Linked DNA regions of Gossypium hirsutum: region 1 is linked to region 2. A link is a contact called in public Hi-C data. All regions are on one chromosome and are shown on one strand. The core of a region is the stretch at or near the end of the contact, and the rest is flanking DNA. Distances in the headings are between cores, read along the strand shown. Region 1 holds the start of LOC107962221 (probable chalcone--flavonone isomerase 3). Region 2 holds the start of LOC107897018 (retinoblastoma-related protein).

Evidence for each region. Hi-C and Micro-C count contacts between places; a contact is called where the count stands out from the background.
Region 1: a Hi-C map of leaf shows a contact between it and region 2, with 2.6 times the contacts expected there. The contact joins the promoter of LOC107962221 here to the promoter of LOC107897018 in region 2. A contact is called at or near these places in 2 of 34 Hi-C or Micro-C datasets (both in leaf).

The regions. Positions count from the first base shown.
Region 1 is chrA05:109,527,391-109,533,775 of Gossypium_hirsutum_v2.1, forward strand. It overlaps LOC107962221 (probable chalcone--flavonone isomerase 3), which reads left to right and starts at 1,446. Exons shown (of 5, transcript NM_001327724.1): 1 at 1,446-1,496; 2 at 1,591-1,674; 3 at 1,889-2,044; 4 at 2,141-2,367; 5 at 2,463-2,806. The coding sequence starts at 1,496. The coding sequence ends at 2,624. It overlaps LOC107962219 (vesicle-fusing ATPase), which reads left to right and starts at 4,598. Exons shown (of 9, transcript XM_016898538.2): 1 at 4,598-4,918; 2 at 5,266-5,430; 3 at 5,650-5,734; 4 at 5,817-5,882; 5 at 5,990-6,096; 6 at 6,232-6,280. The coding sequence starts at 5,669.
Region 2 is chrA05:108,783,499-108,790,435 of Gossypium_hirsutum_v2.1, forward strand. It overlaps LOC107897018 (retinoblastoma-related protein), which reads left to right and starts at 2,487. Exons shown (of 19, transcript XM_016822349.2): 1 at 2,487-2,771; 2 at 3,079-3,176; 3 at 3,265-3,369; 4 at 3,489-3,631; 5 at 3,720-3,816; 6 at 3,937-3,983; 7 at 4,682-4,880; 8 at 5,188-5,254; 9 at 5,476-5,658; 10 at 5,744-5,937; 11 at 6,038-6,929. The coding sequence starts at 3,093.

The DNA of each region.
Region 1 (6,385 bases), core at 196-2,695, 740 kb after region 2:
TTGGTTGGGAGGTGGGTATATTTACTTTACTTTTTGCTTCACGCTATAATGTTGCTACAGTATCTAATCTCACCGTCACCGCTGTTTTTACACTAAACGCAGTTAAACGCACCGCCCATCCAAACTCACCCTTACTGTTGAAATATGTTTCAAGTCTTTATATTTTTTTTGTACATTTAAATTTTAGTTTTTTTTTATATTTTATGAAATTTAATCTTTTTATTTTTTAAATTTTAAAATTTAGGTCAATATTGTTAACATTTATCTATTAAAGTTTGTTTTATTTCAAAATGTCATATCAATGTATTTAATAAAAAAAATTTAACAGTGTTGACTATTGAATCTGAATTTTGAAATATAAAAAAGTAAAATAACTAAACTCCTAAAAATAAAAATAAAGAGACTAAATTTCAAATGTACAAAAAAATCACAAGAGTACGGAAATTAAGTACATGTTTAACCTTGTTTGAGGTGATAGCAACTTCCTCTTATAAAGATAAAATAAATAAATTCAAAAATTACCAAATACATTTGTTGAAAAAAATCATATTTAAATACTCCGGAGTTGATAGTTTAATCTAAGCCTTTTAGAAAAAAATCGACTATTGAACTTATTAGACCATCGATTTTTGATTCAATCAGTTCGATTTGTTCGTCTAATTCGATTGAATAAATTATTAAAAATACTAAGAAAATAGAGAAAATCAATTCAACCGATTTGATTGCCAATTTAACTGATCTAACCAATTCACAAGTCAACCGATCTAATCTTTTATTTCAAATCAATATTTTTGGCCGATCCAATTCCGAAAAGAGTAGATTAATCTAAAAGTAAACGATTAGTTGAAGATGGCCTGAATCTTAAAAGAAAATATGTGCTACACAGTTCCTCATAGAGACACTCACATTAATAATATTAGAGGAATATTAGTGATTGGGGTATGAGACAGAAGCCTAAGGTAAAGGCTTTTTCTTGATGGGTGATTGATTCTTACAGGCTGCCTGTGCTGGACCTACTTTGATGATCTAAAATGTAAATGTAAGATAAGGGGGGTAGGTAAAATGAAAGGTTGTTAGCACTTCAATCACGTGGGTTCACTAATGCCCTCAATATCAAAGCCTCAAATCCACCCAATAATATGACAAAGGCAGCAAAACAGACAAGTCTGCTAAACTCTGTTTATGCTTAAACCAAATCAAAGCAATCACCCAGAATTCATAAATCCTATCTTCCTGCAAGTCAAATGGGGGAAAATTAGATGAATCACAAATGACAAGCCCTTAACTTACCTACCAACCACCATCTGCCCATCCAGGAGGCCCCAAGTCTTAGTCTTTGTGCTATGTTGAAATGCTGATGTCCTATGTCTATGCCATTTATGCTTTGATATAAAAGGCATCACCACTCTTTAATTTCTCATTTCACTTACAAACTCAACCATCTTTGCCCTTTCATTGCTTCCTTGCCTGCCTTAAACCTCCTTCAAGCATAGCCAGTAAGTGGTTTTATCTTTCAATCTTAATGGTGCTTTGGTTTTTAGTTTACCATCTATTTTTTCTTAATTCAAATGTATTTTTTGGGTGTTTCAGTGACTACTGAAATGGTAATGGTTGATGAAGTCCCTTTTCCTCCACAAATCACAACTACCAAGCCACTATCTCTTTTGGGTCATGGTAAGCTTTTTTTTTTTTTTTCATACTATGTTTCGTATAATTACACAAATTAATCGAGTTAAACTCTATGTTTTTAGATCGAAACTCACTGTGTTAAACTTCAACTATATATGTTTTTCATGATCCTTAACGTGAAAACTAGTCCTAGTCTCTTTTCCTTCAATCACTACGTTTAGACCCTAAAATCTAATTTCACTTTGTGGGGCTGGGACAGGAATTACCGACATTGAGATTCACTTTTTGCAAATCAAGTTCACAGCAATTGGGGTTTACCTTGAACCAGAAGTTGTAGGACATTTGCAACAATGGAAGGGGAAGCCTGGGAACGTGCTAGCTGAAGATGATGACTTCTTCGAGGCTCTTATTAATGGTACAAACAACCAATTCCCATAATTCATTCTTCAAAGTTGTAAGAACTATCATAGTTACAATGTGATTTATAAACAACTATAATCACAACCTGCAGCTCCAGTGGAGAAGTTTCTGAGAGTTGTGGTGATTAAGGAGATCAAAGGTTCCCAATATGGAGTGCAGCTAGAGAGTGCTGTGAGGGACCGATTGGCAGCTGACGACAAATACGAAGAGGAAGAGGAAGAAGCCTTGGAAAAAGTTGTTGAATTCTTCCAGTCTAAATATTTCAAGAAGGATTCAGTCATCACTTACCATTTTCCAGCAAATTCAGCCACTGCTGAGGTATATTTTGAGTCCATAAGAAAAACCATTCATTCATTCATTCATTCATGTTTTAATATGATAGTTTTTGTGTATGTGTGGATGTGCTCAAACAGATTGCATTCACGACGGAGGGAAAGGAGGAAGCAAAAATCAAAGTAGAGAATGCGAATGTGGTCGAGATGATCAAGAAATGGTACTTAGGAGGAACAAGGGGAGTGTCTGCAACTACCATTTCCTCCTTAGCTAATACCCTCTCCGCTGAGCTTTGCAAATGAACCTATGCTGTTTTGTTACCAAGTCTTTCCTACTAAGAACCATCCTGTTTGTTGTGCTTTCTCTTCCAATAAATTATGATATCATTGGAGTTTTCGCTTATTTACAAATCCATTTCCTTCACTCCCATGATTGAGTGAAGCCCAAAAATGAAAATGCCAGACAATTTGCTTTCATGTTTTCAGATGTGCTTCATTGCCTATAAAAGCAACCGCATTGCACAACTACAATCATAACTCCTATAACTCACCCAAAAAGAAACGATCTCTTCTTATACGCAAATAAAGTTGTTTTAGAAGCAACACATTAACAAGTGTGTTAAGAGATGTGCTGAAGCGACGCTTCTGCTTGAACTAAATATAAGAACCAATGATTAACCATGCTCATGCGGGTTGTGTTCTATTTAAATACTAAAATTTGGGGAATAAACAGTTCTAATCCACTAAGACTTTAGTGGAAAAGTTTTATTCTAACTGAAACTCTGATGAAAGAGTTTTACTTCAACCCAAACTTTCAACAAGTTTACTTTAATTCAGATTCTTCGAATTAAGACTCTTACGGTATGTTTACTTTGTCATAATGGAATGTTATTATGTGAGAATGGAATAGAGTTATAATTGTATAGGACGAATATTTCAATAGTTTGGTTGGGTGGAATGAAATGAGTAGTGTAATAGTATTCCTAAGATTATATATATAAAAAGTTATATTAACCTACCACCACAAGCATAATCTTTAATGGGTAGAAATAAATTTTCTCACCACTACATGAAAATAGGGCTTTAGCGGCGTTTTTAGCGGCGTTTTATAAAAAACGTAGCAAAAATTGTAAAACACAGAGCAATAGCGGCGTTTTAGTAAAAAATGCCGCTAAAAATAGAGCATTAACGGCGCTTTTGGTAAAACGCCGCTAAAGACCCAAGCATTAGCGGCGCTTTTGGTAAAACGCCGCTAAAAGTCATATAACCCCTAAACCCAAAAAAATCATAAACACTAATGTATAACCCCTAAAAAAATATTTATTAAAATTTATGGTTATACAATATATTAAATATTTTCTTATATAATCGTAAAAGAGATAGTATTGAATTTAAAATATTAAATTAATTATCATTATAGTTTAAGGTTTATAGTTAAAGATATATGGGTTTAAGGTTTATGAGTTAACTATGGTTTAGGGTTTAAGGTTTAAGGGTTAGGGTTAGAGTTTAAGGTGTAGGGGTTTAGGGTTAAGGGTTTAGTGTTTATGGGATACGGGTTAAGAGGTTTAAGGTTTAGATTAATTAGTATTTTTTAATTTATATATTAAACGATTTCTTATATAATTGTAAAAGAAATAATATTAATTTGAATATATTAAATTTATGAATATAGTTTAAATTATTTAAGAGATAATAGTAGGGGTTTAGGGGTTGGGGTTTAGGGATAAATATAGTGAACTACTTAACTTGTGTATCTTGGATTTTTTTATAATATAAATCTAAATAAGATAAATATAAATTATTATTTTAAAAATATATATATCAAAATGGGTTAAATCCCAAAAGCATAAATTATGAACACAATTATTGATATAACATCATTTTATATTTATATATTGCATACATAAATATTTATATTTATTCAATATAAAAATATATTGATGTATTTATTTTTTAAAACGTGTATGATTAAATCAAAATTAAAGTTTCAACTATACATTTAAACCACAATTAGAATTTCACGTCTACAATTACACATTAAATTGAAATTCATATATAATTATGAGATGTATCTCTATCAAAATTTAGGTGTATACATATAATTAAATATAATTTAAATTATTTAAGAGATAATGATAAAGTTTATATATATTAAAACAAAATAAAAGATTTTTAATAGAGCAAAAAGGCGGGAAAATGGCTTTTTGTGAAAAAAAAGCAACAGTGGCGTTTTTTATAAAAAACGCCGCAAAATTTTTTACAAGAAACGGTATCTGTTACCCCAAAATGCATTAGACTTTTTTGTTCCCCCTTCCCCAAAATCCCAAAATTTGACGAGAAATCTTTCTTTTTTCCCTCCTTTCTTTTCCCAAAATCGGTTCCCTCCCCCTCCCAAAGAAATCCTAAAATTTCACTTGAAATTTCTTCTCTTTTTTTCCCCATTTTATTTTTCCCAAACCATTTCTTCCCTACCCCGATTCCCTTTATTTTTCCCCCAATTTCCCCAAATCGGCAGGCCTCTGCATCTCCGTCGGTAGCCCGCTGCTGTATCTCTGTCGACATCTGCTGTCAAGTATATTGAAAGAGGACCTAAGGTATGTACTAGGATTTTCTTTTCTTTCCTTTTTGCTTTCATTTCATATTTACAGTTCTGATTTCTTCGGGTTAATGTTCTTGATATTGTATCTGTTTGCATTTTCTTTTTATTCATAGGCTAAATTGGGCTCCTTTTTTCTTGTTTAGACTCAATGGATTGATTTCAAGGGTTTCTTTAACTAGTAAACTCCCCTCTCTCTCTTTGTTTACTATCACTGTTTTTACTTGTAATTTTCATATTAATAACTATCTCTTCAAATGGGTTTTCTTTTCAATTTACATGCCATCGGGGATAGACCTCTTTAGTCTTCGAAAACACTTTCCCTGATCGTTAATTTTACTGCAGTTGCCCAATACCTTGATATCCATGGCGAGAAAGGCATCTTCTTTTAAAAAGAAAAAGAAAAAGAAAAATAGCTTAATTTCTTCTATAAAAGGGTCATAGGTTACTACTGAAAGGGGAAGAGGGCTAAACAAGGGTGCAAGAAGGAAAAGTTTTTTCTCTGAAAAGGTACTCTTGTTCTCTTTGCTTAAATGGAAAAGAACTGAGGAGGATATTCTTCTTCTTTGAAATTTAACTTTAAATTTATTAGGATTTATGTAGTTTGTTGCAGATCTGCTAGAGTTTCAAATTGAACATCTGGTTTCTAATTTAGATCTTATTATCTTTTTTATGTTTAGTTTTTTTTCTCTAATTTGTCATTTATCATTTTTTCTCTTAAATTCTTAGAGTATACCGTCTGCAAAACATGGAGGGTAATGGCAATGAACAACCAAAATGTCAAAGAAGTTTTGATCATCGTGGGAGGAAGAATGTAATTTGTTTTTGAAAAAGTTTCCTCTTTTCTCATAATTGACTACTGAACACTTTACCTTTTTTTTGTCCTCCATATGCAGAATTGCTGGGAGTTAGTTATCCAGATTTTATGTATGATACTGGATGATAACACTATTCCGAATATAGTAACGTTTTCTCTCCGCTTTATAGTTTTTCTTTTAAATTCTTTATTATTATAATTCGTTTTCGATAAAATTTCAAGTAAATATTCCCTTCTAAATTTATTATGCAGCGGTCTTGGGACAAAAAAAAAGAAGAGAAATTAGAAGAGGCCTTGACGCAGCTGGAAGATATTATGATGAAAAATGACTTGCTAGAGGTTGAATCATTTCTAAAACTGTAAAAAAATTCAACTCAGAACGAAGAGTACTTAGTTCTTTATTTATTTGGGTTTGGGATATGAATTGTGAGTTTTTGGTTTGTTCTTCACAAGGATCTATTTTAAGCTTTTGGGTTTTGTTTTTGAGTGTTTAGAGAAAGAGAAATGGCTGGAAGTAATGAAATCAACCTCAACGAGTGCAAGGTACAATATTTTCTCCTTTTTTTTTTCCATTTACTCATTGTTTATATTCTTTCTAGAATTGGGTTGTCAAAGTTGAGTTCTATAATGAATTCTTCATATATTTGC
Region 2 (6,937 bases), core at 1,237-3,736:
TTAATGTTAATGTCTGTAACCATTCACGTGATAGTTAACTTATAAAAATTTAAAAATATATAAAAATATTTTTATACTTTTTAAAATAATTTTTAATTTTTAAAATGATTTTATAATTTTTTTAAATTTTAAAATTTAATTAGTTAATAAGTTTTTTTATTTATTTCTGGCGATTTTACAAAAAATGCTAGTTCAAAAGCTAATTACATGAAAAAAATAAATAGAGGGCTAAAATAATTTTAATTTATTTTGTAAAGTTGAAAAATTAAATAATTTATTATGCTTAGTTTATTTAATGACACATAATTCAAATTATCATCTAATTTTAAGATTTTAAAGAAGTTATCTAATTATCTAAAATGTATAATATATATTAAATTTTAAATATATATTTAAATTTCTTATTTGCTTCGGTTTATATATATTTTAAATTACCTAATTTGTTTTTTTTAATAAAAATTCCTAATTATCTATGTAACATTATTTAAGTTAAAATAAAATTTTAACAATTTTTATTATCATTATCTGACTGCAAACATTACTAACTTAATTTAAGATTTTCTTCTATAAACATGATTTGAGCTAATTTTATAATCTTGTAACAAATTAATTATTATCAAAGTGTTATATTACATATTTAAAATTATAAAAATGGATTAAAGTTTCACTTTACAATATTATTAATAGACAAACTTTTATTAATTGTTATAAACAAGCGATTAATAATAAATTAAATTTTATATGTAATATTTTTTTAATGAAATGTGTGTGGTAGTTAATTTTTTAGTTATTAAAAATTAGTTTGATGATATCTTTAAAAATATGGGAAGTTTAGGTTTAAGAAAAACATAATTAAAAATTTAAATAAATAAAATTTTCATGTGCATTGCAAATGTTACAAAATTAGTTATATTAATTTTATAATGAAAATATATACTGTCATAATTTTATGATGTCACAAACAGTTTTTTTTACCTTATTTTATAATATATATTAGTTTTTTAACCGTGCAATGAATTCATTCAATTTAGCCTTTTTTTCTTTTTTGTTCGACAAATCCTAACTTGATATTGTTTCAAAAATATTCTTTTCCTTTTTTTTTTAAGTTACAACTTTCATTTTGGGGTGTGCACTTTTGTTTTCTTCTTATAGCTTTTTTTTTCTAGATAAAAATGTTTACCTACACCACGTAAAAAAACCATCATCAATATCAGAAGGCTTAGAAATTGATTCTCAACTTTTATGCAGAGGTACACAAATCATGTTATTAGCACTGTTCCCTCATTCTTATTGACATAACACATGAATGAGAAGTTTACAGCTATAGTGTTCCCTAGCTTGGCCATCGGTAATTTATCATGAAGAAAGCAACAATCAAGTTGGTGGAATCCAAAAACTAAGCAAAAACTGGAAACTCAGAATCCCACTAAAATCCAGTATTTTTGGTAAGGAGAAAACAAGCAAACCATAGAAGGATTGGCATTGTAAACTATACTGTAGAGGAACCAAAAACAAAATTTAATCCAACATGCATGATGATTTTGAGGTTCTGGTTTTTCCAAATCCATGTTGGAATACATTTTTCATAAAAATATTCAGCATCAAAACTCTGGCTCCCAACAGTAAGTCACAGAACTGTAGGAGAAGATGCGCCACCTTAGCTCCAGTCTCTGGAGGAGGAAACAAATCAATCCACCTTTTGCAAGCAACAATGCCAGAGGTGCTAGGATGGTCCTCCCGTTGGCAATACCTATCTAGTTCATGTTGTTCCTGAAATTAGTTGTACTAAACTAAATAATAGAAGATAATGTGCTTTAATATATTCGAACCTGCATCCTTTTACATTGGTAACAATGTTCATACCAATCGAGTTAAGATACAAAAACTCTTTTAAGAGATAAATGATTGGTTATGAAATGTATTTTATTCTTTTGAACAGAGATCGAATCTTTAATATCATAATTAAAGGATAAAATAAGTAACGACTACACTACATTTTATAATTTAGACGAGTTGGATGGTTTAAACTATTATGAAAATCTACATAAAATGGTGTACGCTTATAATGTAAGGTGTAAGGCCTTACGTGCCTAAGCATCAGTGACGTGGTCCTACAGAAAGGTCTCTGTGGATGCACTCATCCTAACATTTCACTCACATAAAACGACACAACTTCTTACCGCTAAACGACACTATAAAAAAAACCCTTTCAGTGGGCCCCATACTCACACGAGTCTACCGACACTATCTCTGCCCCATTTTCAAGACTCCGACAACAGCTCGGCCCGACTCACCAACTCTCCGTTAAATTCACCGTGACGGAGAAAACGCGAATCCTTTACCGATCTTTTCCAAAGCGGGAATCTCCGTTACGGCTAGATGTTAAAGGATTTTGGCGGTAAAATCCAATGGCGGCAACAGTACGCGTCAAAAAATAATTGGCTAGCTATGAATGTCATGTGCATGGTGCATGTCCATCATGATGTTATGTTGGTTAATTTTCCCGCGCTAAAGAGCGAAAGATCCTTCATTGATAGGGTTTTCCACAAAAAGAAGCCCAAGGTTAAAAAGAGAGAAAATATATAAGAAAAAAAGGGGAAATCTTAGGATTCTTGTTCCTAATCCAAATTATTAAAGAACGATTTTTTCCCTTTTTATTTCTTCTCGATCCCTTAAAACGCTATGTTTTGGGCGGGGAATTTGAAGCTAGGGTTTCTGGTTTGCTGGATCGTTAGATCCGAGATCTCAACCTAATTTCAAGCCTAAATTTTGTAAGGTTTCTTTGAATATTGTTTTATTTTTTTCAACTTTTTGCTTTTCACTCTTGAAAAGTAGTTCGCCATTTCCAGAAGTATAAATGATTTTTTTACTGATTATTACTTTTTCATTGTATAGTAATAGCTAAAAATTTTGAAATGTTGGCATAAACTTTTATTTTGAGGCGGAGGTTTAAGTTGCTGTTATGAATCTATAGATTTAGCTAGTTTAGTCTTGTATATGCTGATTAAGAGTAAAATTGTTGGAGAGATTTAAATCCTGAACTTTTCTGAAATTGATAACTTTGAGATCCACTGCTAGGGTTATTAATAAATATGGAAGACATGAAGCCTTCAGTTGCAACTTCTGGTGGCACAGATGCTGATGCCGTTGAAGCTAGATTCAATGCTTTGTGCAAGGTAGTGATTTGTTCTTTCCAGTAATATTATTTCAAGTATTTCTTTTTTCTTTTTGTGTTTTTTAGTGTTATGTTTTCCTGATTTCCAGAATGGGTTATCTTTGGATGAGAAAGCTTGTTCAAATGCTATGAAGCTATTCAAAGAAACAAAACACCTTTTAACGTCAAATGTTTCCTCAATTGGGAGCGGAACGGTAGATTATTATTATTATTATTATTATTATTATTATTATTTTAACTTCCTTTTATATGAAAATTACGAAAGGGAATTGCTTTCTAATTAACTAACTTTGTTGCATTTATTCTGGATTAGCTGGAAGAAGCAGAGCGATTTTGGTTTTCATTTGTCTTATATTCGCTCAAGCAGCTGAGTGAAAAGGTTGGAGAAAATACGCAACAAGAGTCTGATGAAAGTGGGTTTTCGTTTTGCCAGATATTGAGAGCTACGAAGCTGAAGTATGATACTGTTAATTTTGTGTATGTAAGGGTAACTTTTGCGATCAATAACCATTTCAATGATAGTGAGTTTATTTTATTTTTGCAGTATCGTGGATTTTTTTAAGGAGTTGCCTCAGTTTGTGGTAAAAGCTGGTCCCGTTTTACGTAACATGTATGGGGAAGATTGGGAGACTCGACTTGAGGTATTGAAAGAATATAGATTTATGTTTCCGCTTGTTTTCCATTATGTCTATATTTTTTAAAAATTGTACGGCCATGTCACTTCGATCTGACTATCTGCTTATGGTACTTATATCAATTAGGGTAAGGAGATGCAGGCCAATTTTGTGTACTTGAGCCTTTTAAGCAAGTAGGTACCCTTCTTTTATAACCTAGGTTATAAAGATGATATGTGCAAATAGCTTTGTAATTGTATTAGCATTTCTCCCCTAATCTTTAATATGACTACAATGTGCTAAAATTGATGGGTTAGTTTTAAATGCACGAAGTCACACTAGTGAAAAAGGTATATTGCTTTTGGTTTGTCAACTTATGTTCTATAAGGGTTAGAATTGCTTACTTTCATATTTCGTCTTGAACCTTTCCAGAAATTTGCAGGAGGCCTAATTGTTGTGGTTTTATCAAGTATTTATCCTCCATAAAGCAAAAAATTTGTGTTGGGGGGGGGATGTACTGTGCAGGATGTGCATATCAAAGATGTTGGAAAATAAAATACAATAATGTTGTTATACATCCATACATGTGCCATAATTATAAAAGTAACTGGTCATGTGCCCTTGTTTATGCCATGTTTTGACTGTTGTCTTCTCCAGATGGATGATAAAATTAAAGTTAAGATAGTGATATAAATATGAAATTCTCACTTACGCAGATTGCAGAATTATATTTGAAATAATATATTACACAATTTGTATCGCGCATGCTATAAATTTTGTTTTCTTTGAGCAGCTGTATCCTCAAAACCTCAATTTTGTGGTTACTTTGTATAATTTTCCATTTTGTGAAGTAAATAACATCTGCATCTTGCTGTTTTGATGGTATTAAAAGCTCATACAAGCGTGCATTTTGGGAACTCTTCTTGACAAGTGATGCAAATATTGACAAGCAGCAAAATGCTACCAGTTCGCCAGATTATATATCAGAGTGTCATCGATTTGGATGGTTACTGTTTTTGGCACTCCGCGTGCACGCATTCAGTCGTTTTAAAGACCTAGTGACTTGTGCAAACGGTTTTGTTTCTATACTGGTCAGTTACGCATTTCTGTTGCTTTATTACTAATTGATTTAGGTAGACACTTGGTTTTACTATGGAATAACATGTCATCTCTTTCTTCTGGTCAAACATGTTCTGATATTATTCATATATATAATGGATTAATTTAATAATTATCAAATGGAATGCAAAGGTAGAGAGTTACAATTAAATGTGCTTCAAAAGAGTCAACTCAACTATGCTGTTGTCTTTGATGCACTCTATCCTTGTACATTCGTAGCACATTGAGCCACAATGGAGAGTTTAATGTTTTCTTACTATTTAATGTGATTGTGGACAGGCTATCTTGATTATACATGTTCCTGTTCGCTTCAGAAACTTCAAGATCAATGACTCTCCACATTTTGGTAATTATCTGCTCTTCATGGCTGTCAAATTTTTAGATCTATCCTTTTCAATAAAGAGATTACAATTGTGATTCTTCTTTGGTCTTTATCTTTTATTCTGTCCAGTATTCTTCACTGTTGTTCCGTCCTTGCTCATTTACATTCTTTTTATTTTCCTTTCCTGGTGGGGGTAAAAATTTGGCGTTCCTCATTGTTGACTTCTTTGACATGCAATCATTCAGTTAAGAAAGGTGACAAAGGTGTTGTCGACTTGCTTGCATCACTTTGCAACATGTATGATGCTTCAGAAGATGATTTGAGGAAAACAATGGAGATGGCCAATAAGTTAATAGAGGACATATTGAAAAAAAAGCCATGTCCAGCAGCTGAGTGCAAAACTGAAACACTGGAAAATATTGATACTGGTTCGTCACATAAGTCATGAATGCTATTTTGGCAGCATGCTTGCGTCTGTTTTGCTTCTAATTTACTTGATCTTCTTTCATGCAGATAGCTTGATCTATTTTGAAGGTTTAATGGAGGAAAAATCTCTTTCATCCAGTTTAAATATTTTAGAGAAGGATTACGATGATGCAATATGTAATAAAGGTGATTTGGATGAGAGAGTGTTTGTAAACGATGAAGATAATTTACTTGGGTTAGGGAGCTTTTCTGGAGGGGCCATGAATGTTACTGGTATCAAGGTCTGTTTCAAATTTGAGAAAATGCATTCTACTTTTTTAGTTTTTATGCTTTACTTAGTGGTCAGTTTATTCAAGAAAGCATTTATTCTGTTTTGAGTAGAGGAAATTTGATTCAGTAGCTTCACCAACAAAGTCGATTTCAAGCCCGCTGTCTCCTCAACGCCCTCCTGCATCTCATGCAAATGGTGTCCTTGGGCCACCAAATGCGAAGATGGCAGCTACACCTGTCAGCGCTGCAATGACAACTGCGAAATGGCTTCGTTCTGTTATTTGTCCTCTTCCTTCAAAACCTTCAGCTGAGTTGCAGCGTTTTTTATCATCTTGTGATAAAGATGTTACCAATGATGTGATCTGTAGGGCGCATATAATTTTGGAGGCAATATTTCCTAGAAATCAAGTGTGTAGTGTAACTGGAAGCCTTCAGAGTGTAAACCTGATGGATAACATATGGATGGAACAACGAAGACTGGAGGCACTTAAGTTGTACTATAGGGTTTTGGAAGCTATGTGTACTGCCGAGGCCCAAATATTACATGCACCTAATTTGACCTCTTTATTAACTAATGAGAGGTTTCACAGATGTATGCTTGCTTGTTCTGCTGAACTAGTACTGGCGACACATAAGACTGCCACAATGTTGTTTCCTACAGTACTTGAGAGAACTGGTATTACAGCCTTTGATTTGAGCAAGGTGATAGAGAGTTTTATTAGACATGAGGAGTCTCTACCAAGAGAACTGAGGCGGCATCTAAATTCTCTGGAAGAGAGGCTTTTGGAGAGCATGGTGTGGGATAAAGGTTCCTCAATGTACAATTCTTTGATAGTTGCAAAACCTGCCCTATCTGCTGAAATAAATCATCTTGGCTTATTGGCAGAACCAATGCCTCCTTTGGATGCAATTGCGACACATGTGAACTTTGGAAGTACACCTCCAGTGCCTTCTTTGCAGAAACACGAAACATCAACGGGTAATGCTGGTAGCTTAATCTCAGGTATGTAA